Regions from separate parts of the Mus musculus genome. Here region 1 is linked to region 2. A link is a contact called in public Hi-C data. All regions are on one chromosome and are shown on one strand. Each heading gives the region's core, a stretch centred on a gene start, on an enhancer-like site or on the middle of the called end of the contact. The rest is flanking DNA. Distances are from core to core; before and after follow the strand shown. Region 1 has its middle 75 kb from the start of 0610006L08Rik. Region 2 overlaps Slco3a1 (solute carrier organic anion transporter family, member 3a1).

Region 1 (5,048 bases), core at 1,369-3,868, 500 kb before region 2:
AAAATCTCCATGAATGGCTAATGTGTAAATAAGAAGAAAATCTGCCTTCTAAACCCACATGAAAGAAACAATTATCCTAAATTGGAATTTAATTGTCACAATCTCTGTCTCTTGTTTCTTAACTATGGCTGAACCCCCAGGTTGTGTTTTAATGAGACAAGTATTTATCTCAAAAGTTAAGCCTCCAGAGCCCTTCAATGGTGCACACCTCTTCCTAGACCCTGACAGAACCCCTAATAATGTATTCAAATGTGTTATGGGGCTTGTAGCATTTGCAGGACACTTCAGCCCACTCTTCTGCTTCTTATCAGCTGACACAATGAGCAAGGGTTCTTTTGAAGCCCAGCTAAGGTGTAGATGATCTGGGAATGCAATCTTTTGAATTTAGGGGTATCTACTTATGTGCTTTGCAGTACTTTTTGTGTATAGGGAATCCTTATCAGCTGGTCTGATCTAAAGACCCTCCTTACAGGATGGAAGATGGCTCAGTGGTTAAAGTGCTTGCTGCCCCAGGATGAAAACCAAATTTTGGAACAGCAGATCTTTTGTGTGTGTGTGTGTGTGTGTGTGTGTGTGTGTGTGTGTGTTTTGCAGGGTGGGTGTATTTCCCCCACTTGTGTGATAATTAATTTTAGATTATAAACTTGGCAGTCTAATACAATACGAAAAGCCCTGGTTCTTATTTAAACTCTAACAAGAATTTTGAATTTGTAGTTCTGGTTGTTGTTTTGGGAAGCAACACTAGATGAAGTTTGTGCTACAAATTCTGGCCTGTCTCATTCTCTGAGTTCTAGTTTCAACACAATTCTGTTTTTATTACTATATAGGTTGTCTCATGGGGTAGCCTGCCAACCTGAAGCTAAGTTCTCACTGCTTGCTTTATACATATCAGGGCAAGATTTGAACATGTTCCAGAGGCAGCAAAGGGTTCACATAGTCTTTAGTGTGATTTTTTTGGTCTCTCCCCTCTCTATCCTTCACTAAAATCTAGGATCCCTTCTTTGGTTCTCTGGTCAGACGTCTGGATATTTAGTTTCTCAGTTAATCTGTAAAATTTCCCACAACTCTGGACACTCTCAGAACCAAATTGCAGCAGAATAAATAAGCTGTTGAAGGGATTCAGTGATAGGCACTCACCGAAAAGCCTTGGAAGTATAGTTCTGTTGAGTGGACAGAAGAGTTTCCCATGCCTCTCTGATGCCACTGTGCTGTTGTCAGGGTCACAAGTGCATGAGGGGAGTGCTTGTAAGAGAGAAGGAGTGGACAGTTTCTCTTGATGCTTGTATACGCTTGTGTACACTTAGTGCACACTTTAGCATCCAGGCTGCCTTCATTCAGGATGGATGATGCTGAGGGGAGGAGAGAGAGAGAGTAACCACTGGGTCAGCAGGACTTCAACATCTGTTCTACGAATTCTATGTGACGGTTATCGATGCATTCAATAGGAAACATGTTGTGGAGTGTGTTTAATTTATCTCTCCAAAACCAGAGCCACAGCCTATGTTTTAAAGACACTTTGTAATTATAAAAGCAACGTCCATTTATTGTAGTGAGCACAGAATAGGCACATTAGAAAATAAAAATAACCCATCACAGTAAGCTTTCATCTAGTGTCTGTTGATTTGTATTTAAACAGACTCATACTGAACCGGGCAGACAGCTTTGCACTGGCGGTTTTTCCTCACCACTTAATGTGTCATGGCTCTATTTCCATGACAATACACATCCCTCTCCACAATCATGGTTTAAAATTGCGCACTGAACATTCCTTCACAGGCTGCATTATTTCTCTCTCTCTTTTTGTGTGTCATGTTTCTCATAATTAAGCATTCAGGATGAACAGCTTTTCTGTTGGTTGCTGCAAGTTGGGAAGTAGGTAGAGAGAGCAATCACACGCTCTTAAAACCTTGATCATCCAACAAAATAAAATAAAACAAAAACTACGCTATTTTATATGCCTACTTCCACCTCCACCTCCTCTGCTATTTGGCAAAATGTATACTCTAGAAAAAAGGACGGCAGTTTACAGTGGAATGACTGGGATTCTTAAAACTGATTAAGAGGGAGCCTTCACACACACACACACACACACACACACACACACACACACACACACACACACACTCGTATTTTGCATTAAAGCACAGAGAACTCCATCTGGGGTTTGATGCCTGAAAGAGGAGCAGAATGTGTTGTGTTTTTAAGAACGAGGCCACTGTCATTATTTTTATGTGTCTCTTTGCCTCAGTTCTTGCCACACATGATAAAGATTCCACTGCATCTGCACAATAGAGATAAGACACCAGGGGAAGTGCTTGCAGATAGCTGTGGTTAGAAGGGAAAAAAGGAAAAGCCACAAAGAACACTTTAACTAAGTCTTCCTTTCACTCTTATTAAAATTCGGTGAAGATTACCATGGAATTTGTACTCTCTCTTAGGCACAAATCATAACAATTTCATAAGGCTACCCCAGGCTGCCTGAAGTATAGTTTATTATTTCTCCATGACTTGATAAATTAGAAAATGTATTTGAAAACCTTTAATCTACTCTCAGAATGCTCAAAGTCATGGGTGCCTGTTTTGTTGACACTATTAGAGAACTCACTGGAAGTCACTTAAAATAATTTTGCAAGTAAGGGTAAGAAAATCCACACGTGTATGTCTGTGTGGACAGTTGTCACTTTTTGTCTATGAGAGATTCGTTGTAGGATCCCGGCAATTAGAATATGAAAACTGACAGATTTTTTTAATAACCTGTGCTATTTCCTGCATAATATGTGTATATAATATAGATATACAGGTGTGTTAGAATATTTTCTATTTTTTATGCATAGTTGGTTGAGTCTATGGATGCAAGTCTGGCAATGGTTTTCCCCACCTTTCCCCTTCTTTGTATTTATGTGTTTGCACACAAAAAATTACTTCATATATAATATTCTATCAGAAGAAAACTTGAAACTTTTTAAAGAATTCAAGGGCTCATCAAGAATGCCATGAATATATTATAGATTATCTATCTATGTTATGATGCAAATAAACAGAAAAAAATTACAGAATTTTAAGTGCATGTTGAGGGTGTTGCGTATACATATAAAACTCTGTAAAAGCTAAGTCAGTGCAGAACCTGGCTTCTACAAGTAAACAGATCTGGGATTGGGGTCTGGTAAGTAGTATTGAAAGATCACTGTGATGACTAGTAGTTCTTACTTTTTAAGGGATACTTTGTATTACACTCTTAGCAAACACTCTCTATTTTTGTCTTTATCAATGTTAGATTAGTTTTATCGTCTTCTCAGGTAAACACAAAGGTGCAGAACTGTGAAAGAAGATGCCTGTGGTCCCTCAGTTGTTAAATTCTGAGTTCAAGACTTGAACCAGTTTCTCTGATGTCAAGGCTCTTTTTTTTTTTTTTTTCCTTATTGAGTTCCCTCTCTTAGACCCCAGATACCCTAACTGCCTGCATTCAGCAGTTCTCACATTCATTCTTGGTTTTTAGATTCCAACCAGGTTCTCACTTCCTTGGGAGATGCATCATTTAAAAATATTTTCAAAAGAGGTGTGGCCTGAATTATTTTTCCTTTTGCTATGGAAATTGAGACAGTCTGAAACAACTCCACACAGGTGGTTGGGGCTAAAAAAAAAGTGCTTTTGGATGAAAAATATACTTCATCTTTACGTCTCTTCTACACTGCAGGGAGAATGTTTGAACCACAGCCCTGGATTCCTTTGCTTGTTCCAAGAATGATGCTAAGCCTTGCAGCTCCCCCGCCCCCACCCTATCAACACTCAGGTGAGAGTTTTTGGGGACTAAACACAGATTGTCCTTTGGAAAACAATAATAACAATGAAGAATAGGGACAGCCTAAAGAGACTTGCATGAGCACAAGACAAGAGCATGCTATGAGAGGAGTGAGGGATACTGGAGCCTTTGGATAAAGGGACAAAGATGGGAAGGAATGTGAAAAGCAAAGAAGCACTGAGTGTCTTCATGATTGTTCCTTATATCACTTCTCACATTCCCTGGTAGGAGGAAGGAATGCTGGCGGTGTTTCCTTGCTTCTGTGGTTGCTCTGTGGATGTATTCATGGCTGGGCTGCCTGCAAGCTTCTTATGAATGTGTGCTTTAGTTTGTACAGCTGCTTAGCTTCTATTACTTGTCATTGCAGTTTATCTTTTTTATTGGGTTTTAAAATCTCAGCTGCCAACAGAAAGTCTTCCGCTGGGATCTCTGTAGTTTGAAAGTACAGATCTCTGGGTAAGTAGAGGAGAAAGTATGGAGATAAAATGGGAAAAATATCCTACAAGGACCTGCAGGGTTTCCTTCCTTCCTTCCTTCCTTCCTTCCTTCCTTCCTTCCTTCCTTCCTTCCTTCCTTCCTTCCTTCCTTCCCTCCCTCCCTCCCTCCCTTCCCCCTCCCTCCCTCCCTCCCTCTCTCCTTTCCTTCTTCCCTTTTTTGGTTTTTGTTTTCCTTTATTTAATGGTTTTAGACTTTTATACAAGCACAGAATGCATTCTCAATAAATCCACTCCTATTTCTTCGGTGCTAGGGCTTCTTCTTTCTCTGTACTACTTTTTGTACAAACTTCCTGTGTTCTTGTTTATATGTAAGCTAGAGAGTACAATTAGTGATGTACATGGGTATAAAACAATCTATTGACCCATGAATAGACTTTTCAGGGGCCACATCCCTGAAGAAACTTGAAACTTCCTCCACCAGCAATCATTAATGCCAGTGACTCCTTAAATAGGAGTGGGGCTCTGTGAAGCCCTTATTCCACTCATGCTGGGATTTTGGCTGACTTATTATTGTGCTGGGCTATGTTCTATTTTTAGTATTTTTTTATTCATAAATATAAATATTTCATTTACTTATTCTGTGTTTCTCATTTTAGTTCTGAAAAAATGCCAAGATTCAAATTATTAATAACTATAAACATTTCTTTTTAATTTATTTTCAAATTTTATTAACATTAATTAATTATAAAATTAATTATAAAATTATAAATATACGAAATATACTTTGATAACCTATTATCATATCATGCATG
Region 2 (5,147 bases), core at 2,361-4,860:
GGCTACAAAACAAATTTTATTTAATTTGTCTCTCCCTTAACTTTGTTGTTAGCAGTTATACAATGTTTCATTTTTTTCCCACAGAGGAGGGTTCTTTTTTTTTTTTTAATCTCTTGAAACAATAATAGCTTTGTTGAGTTAAGTCCCATGCGCAGTTGTAAATGAGGGGATGGGAGCCCCTGGACAGTCCCTGGAGCCTCTCAAGCTTTTGTCATCCATTGTTTTCAGATAGTCAACATGGCGGTTGCCAGTGTATCTAGAGTGCCCCCCCCCAACATTTTCATTGTCAAGCAGCAACTCCAAGCCACTCTTCTGCCTTTCTGTGATGCCACAGCAGCCAACTTTGAGCTGTCTGCCTGTAACATAGAAGCTAGAGTGAGCCCAATACAACACTGGTTTAGGTATGGTTTGATTTGGGATTTTTGTCCGTACTACAAGGTACATGTGTTAAAATCTTAGTCTCCTGGCTAGAGGTATCAAGAGATGCTCTGTCAAGTAGGGCCTTATGGGAAGTCCTGATGTCACTAGGGATATACCCACCCCAGAAGGGATTATGGGTCTATACCCATTGTCCTCTCTCTGCTCCAGTTCAACATGTGAACCCTGAATTACAACATTTTCGCCCTATGATGTGCCACCATCTGTCACCTTCCTCTAAGAACAACCCTTTGAGATCTCATATTGACCTTGAAACTTCCAGAACTCTGAGATAAGTGAACTCCTCTGTGCACCAGAGTGGCTTTCATCAGATATTTTGTTTTAATGATGGAAAGTTCACTGCTTCATCCCTAAATGCCAAAGTTCTTATCAATATACAATTGAGGCCTCTCTTGAGCAAGGTTACCTGCCACTCTCTAAGGCTTCCACTGTGATAAAGCATCATTATGCTTCCTGTTCTTCTAGAATGTTCCAGAAATGGTACTGCCTGATAACATTATATTTTCTTCCCTTTCTGCCAGGGACACCTTGCTCTGATGTTCAAGTGGTTCATTTCCTCACTTATGTCTGGTGTCTGTCACTTGCCATGGTATCAGACAGGATTTCCTGTGCCACCGTGTAAATTAACTGCTCTCCTCCCAACCCTTCAGCAACAGTTAGTGGCTAACTTCTTCCCTGCTTTTTATTAACCCCTTGAATTTTAGCTGTGTGGGGTGTCAACTTGGTCATCTGTTTACTGTCTTTCTCCTTTTACCATGGGGATGTCAGCTGTGTAATACAGGAGACTGGCTTTGCTCTCAGCAGTGTGCTGAGCTCCTGCAGTGTTGCTAGATGGGCTGGCTGAGATCAGGGCCTGATTGCTGCTCAGAGGGTTGGTCATCACCTGTAGATGCTGATGCGACCAGGATCTGTTACAAGCAACATCTGGGAATGTCATGAAATGTCTCAGTTAGTGTAACCTAGAACAGCTTAGCCTTCCAGCGTTCCCCAAGTTCAAAGGGGAAGCCTGTCAGAACTGAGGTAAGGTTCAAGGACTCATCATGATTTGGGTATGGATTGTAACCTTGGGATGGAGTGGAGGGAGACAGTACAGAGACTGAAGGAAGAGGAGAAAGGCAGAAGACAAATCCCTGAATAAGTGGGCCAGGAATGCCAGTAACACCTCATTGCTCAAGATAGGTGTCCTTTATTAGCAAGTGTCATTTATGGCAGGTACGCTGTGTACCAAGGACCAGTGTTTGTTCTTACTGCCTCGCACACATGATTGCTGTGCCTTCCTTTTGGGTTCACACCTTTGAGATTGGAACAGTTCTACCTTAACTAGGTATCTTACCCAAAGATATCAGTTTGGGTACCAGAAAAGAACAGGGTTTGCACTTTTTGCCTATTGGTGTCCTTGCAATGAAGCATGCGCAGAGGAAGTGTAGATCTCTAAGATTATTTCCTGTCCCTGATGTTCTAGTCTGGGAATATTATCACTTTAAAACCAAAGGACTGTCTGTGTCATTCTGGCTGTGACTTGATATAAAACACTAACAAAATCTATACGTAGAGTAGGCATGAGCTCTGAACAGTGGTACCAGAATTGGTTACCCATGGAGAGCATGTTGATGCAGTGAAATGCCTTATCTAGCTAGTATTCTTTCTGTTCTTTGACTGCTTCTCTCAGGCTTAGGGGGTACTTGAAGGTTGCATTCCAGTCTCAGTATACTCACAGGGTGCTAGAGAGAGTGCTAACTTGTTACAGAGAAGTGGCCAAACAACTTTTCTGTAGTTTATGAGGAAGAAAGTATCACCTATCCAGTGTAAAAGTTCAAGTGCAGTTGCAGTTTATCCTTCAAAGCTGCTATAAACCTTCCACTGGAGACCCTAGCTCCCCTGATCCTCCAAGAAATAGTGACCTGGAAGACCTGGGAATGTGGCTTCATGAGAAAGAGGAATTTAAGCCTTAGCTTGACTGGAGGAAGAAAGGGAGGTTGTGGATAGGTGGATGAGACATTATATTGCAGACTTTGAAGCCAGATGATAGAGTAACCACTGCAATGGGGCAAGGCACGGCTGTTCTTAACATAGATGGGAATGAATTTTACACTTTGATTCCTTGAATGTATCCATGTTCTGAGCGGCTGGTGTTGGCATTCCCATTTCACACATAGTAATGTGCAAGCTCATAGATCCTGTAGATGGTACTGAGTCAAGTGGCAAAAACTCCTGTTGAAAAATGTGTTCCTTTTTCTCTCATAGTTCTACACTGAACATGGCCTTGTACTTTGGGCCAGTCACTGAGTTAACTGTTGTAGTGACCGGGCCTCAGACCTTGTGGCCTTTGAGGACAGAGACCCTGATGTGATGGGAAGCCAAATGCTGTGCTGTGTCTCTGTATTCTGATTTGATGATGGGATCATTTCATAGGGAACTGTTCATGACAGAGGCATGTCCAGCTAAGCCCTGTGCTGGGTTACACTCCTCTGCCTAGGATGGACATTATTAAGATTATTATAAATGATCCTTTTTTTTTCAATTATATAGAAAAAAGTCAGTCACAGTCAAAAAGTTTCACTTTGTTGAAACCCCGCTAGGAGGGAGACCTTTCCTAAAGTTATGCAGTCTGAAGGACATGTAGAGGGGCTTATGCAAGTAGCACTGTTGGGACAAAGCTTATGCCTGCATCATGCATCTGCCGCACATAACTCTGTAGCATTGGACAAGACACGGAGTCTCTCCAGATATTAATTTCTCAGTTACTCAAATGACAATGGGACAGTGTTCTCTTAAACAGGTTACAGGGAAGTTGCAGGGATTCAGGGAGGTATTGTATATACAAGGTTGAACATTCGTAGTACACATTTGGCAAAAACAGATGAATCCCCTGTATTAGTTATTCTTGCGCTGCTATGACCACCATACCTGACTGAAGAAACAACTTCAGAGAAGAGAGACTTATTCTGGCCCAGTGTTTCAGAGAGTTTCAGCCCATATCAGCCAGAAACCAGGGAACCACATCTCAGTACATGCAGGTGTGCAGAGACTCTTCAGAGCCTGGTAGACCAGGAGACTGAGAGATTAGTAGGAGCCAAGGGCCTGGTAGAACCGCATCTCCAAGTAGGCCCTGCCTCCTAAAGTTCCACAGTCTAGCAGAATAGCTCCACCAACTGGCCACCATGCACTCAAACTGGAGTTAGTGGGGATGTTTCAGATTCAAGCTACACTAATTCCCTTGCCTGCCCACTTCCCCTCTTCATCCTCTTGGTAACTAGTGCAGCACAACCTTGCTTCTAGGGAGCGAGTCTGAGAGGCCCCACTGTCGCTGTTTCAGCCTGAAACTTCTGCATAAGCTCATTTGTCTAAACCATGGCAGAGGAGAAATACATGAAAAAAAAAAAAAGTACATTTTTTTGTTCACCCTCCTCCAAGGAAAATGAGAAGCCAGGCCAGGCTATTCCCCTAGGTCTGCACAGTTCACTGAGCTGCTCGGGGCAACTGACCACCTGCTGCCTCTTTTTAATATCATAGGAGTCGAAGCCAAATACCTGGGCAGGGACTTGAAGCAAAGGTAGAATAAAGCAAGTGCTGGAAGGAAACCCAGCCCTCCGGGGAGGGCTGTGAGATCAAGAATGGTCTGCGATTAGGGTTTCTTTTCAAGCCTGTACTTTAAATTACAGTCATAATTTATTGCTATTATGAGCACTGAACTATGCTTGCCCTGGGCTCTGTAAACATGGGAAATCAGCCAGGCCTGGTAGCAGCAGTGTGCCAATAGCTAAGAAAGGGGCCTCGGGGCTCGAGAGCCATGAGAGAGTGCAGACCTACCCCCTGCCTTCTGCCACAGAAAACCTACCTTGTCCTCTCCAGTGTGTGCTCACTATGATACTTCCCCTCCAGAAACCACATTCATTCAAATTGCTGAGTTCCTCCTGTGCCAGGTTGTGTCGGGGAGGCAGAAAGGAAAATGGGAGCTTTCAGGACACTGTGCTACTTCATGAGGGAATAAGGCTGGGGGTTTTCAGACCCCAGGCATTCTGGGAATTCAGTTAATTGGTGAATGGAAGAATAAGAGAAAGATGGAGGACTGGAGGACCAGGCCCAGAACTAATGTAAAGAAAGCCAATCTGGCTATGAGGACTGACCCCTCCCTCACGGGGGGAGGGGTGGTGGTAAGTTCCAGTGTCCTGTTTGTAGTCTTCCCCGAGTCTGGTGCATTCTAATGTGGTTCCATTGTCTAAGCAGGTATGGCAGATGGAAGACTTGGGCAGTGGTAGTTATCTCTGTAGCAGAAGAGTGGAGTGGAGTGGGCATTGGGTGAGTTTCAACATCTCTGTGCTGGGGCCATAGTGTACTATTCTGAGGTATGTGGAACTGGCTGTCCAAGAAAAGAAATGTGGCATGAAGCTTGCTTTGGAAGATAAGGGAGCTGTTTGTCCTTTGGGTGTCTGTTACATTCCCCTTCTCAAATTCAAGGCTAGCAGAAGAAAGCGGAAGTGGCAACTTTGTGTCCAGGATATGGGAAAGGGGCCTTTGTACTAAATAGCCATGTATTTGAGTGCTGGGAAGAGAAATGCCAGTATGAGGTGTATGGATTGTCTCAGGGATACTTGAGAAGAGGGGGAAACAAATCCTCAGTGTATGACTTTCCTCTTGATGCAGGGACACCCCAAAGACAGATGGGAGAATGCACACAGACTTTCAATAATGAGCTATGTAGAGACAGG

Evidence for each region. A called contact is a pair of places that touch in the nucleus more often than the background predicts.
Region 1: a contact with region 2 is called in a Hi-C map of the HPC-7 cell line, with 1.8 times the contacts expected there. The contact joins two enhancer-like sites. A contact is called at or near these places in 2 of 484 Hi-C or Micro-C datasets (the HPC-7 cell line and nephron progenitors) and 1 of 115 datasets of contacts at active chromatin or transcription factors (kidney).

The regions. Positions count from the first base shown.
Region 1 is chr7:74,925,986-74,931,033 of GRCm38.p6, reverse strand. No RefSeq gene overlaps it. Among named protein-coding and RNA genes, the nearest start is that of 0610006L08Rik, 75 kb to the right of the region's middle. Within about 2 kb of position 2,618, at least 30 of the 459 cell types and tissues checked have an H3K27ac peak or open chromatin away from gene starts, as enhancers often do. A contact at or near this core is called in the HPC-7 cell line, where this site is marked.
Region 2 is chr7:74,423,129-74,428,275 of GRCm38.p6, reverse strand. The region is part of intron 2 of Slco3a1 (solute carrier organic anion transporter family, member 3a1); the gene reads left to right. Among named protein-coding and RNA genes, the nearest start is that of Slco3a1, 130 kb to the left of the region's middle. Within about 2 kb of position 3,610, at least 32 of the 459 cell types and tissues checked have an H3K27ac peak or open chromatin away from gene starts, as enhancers often do. A contact at or near this core is called in the HPC-7 cell line, where this site is marked.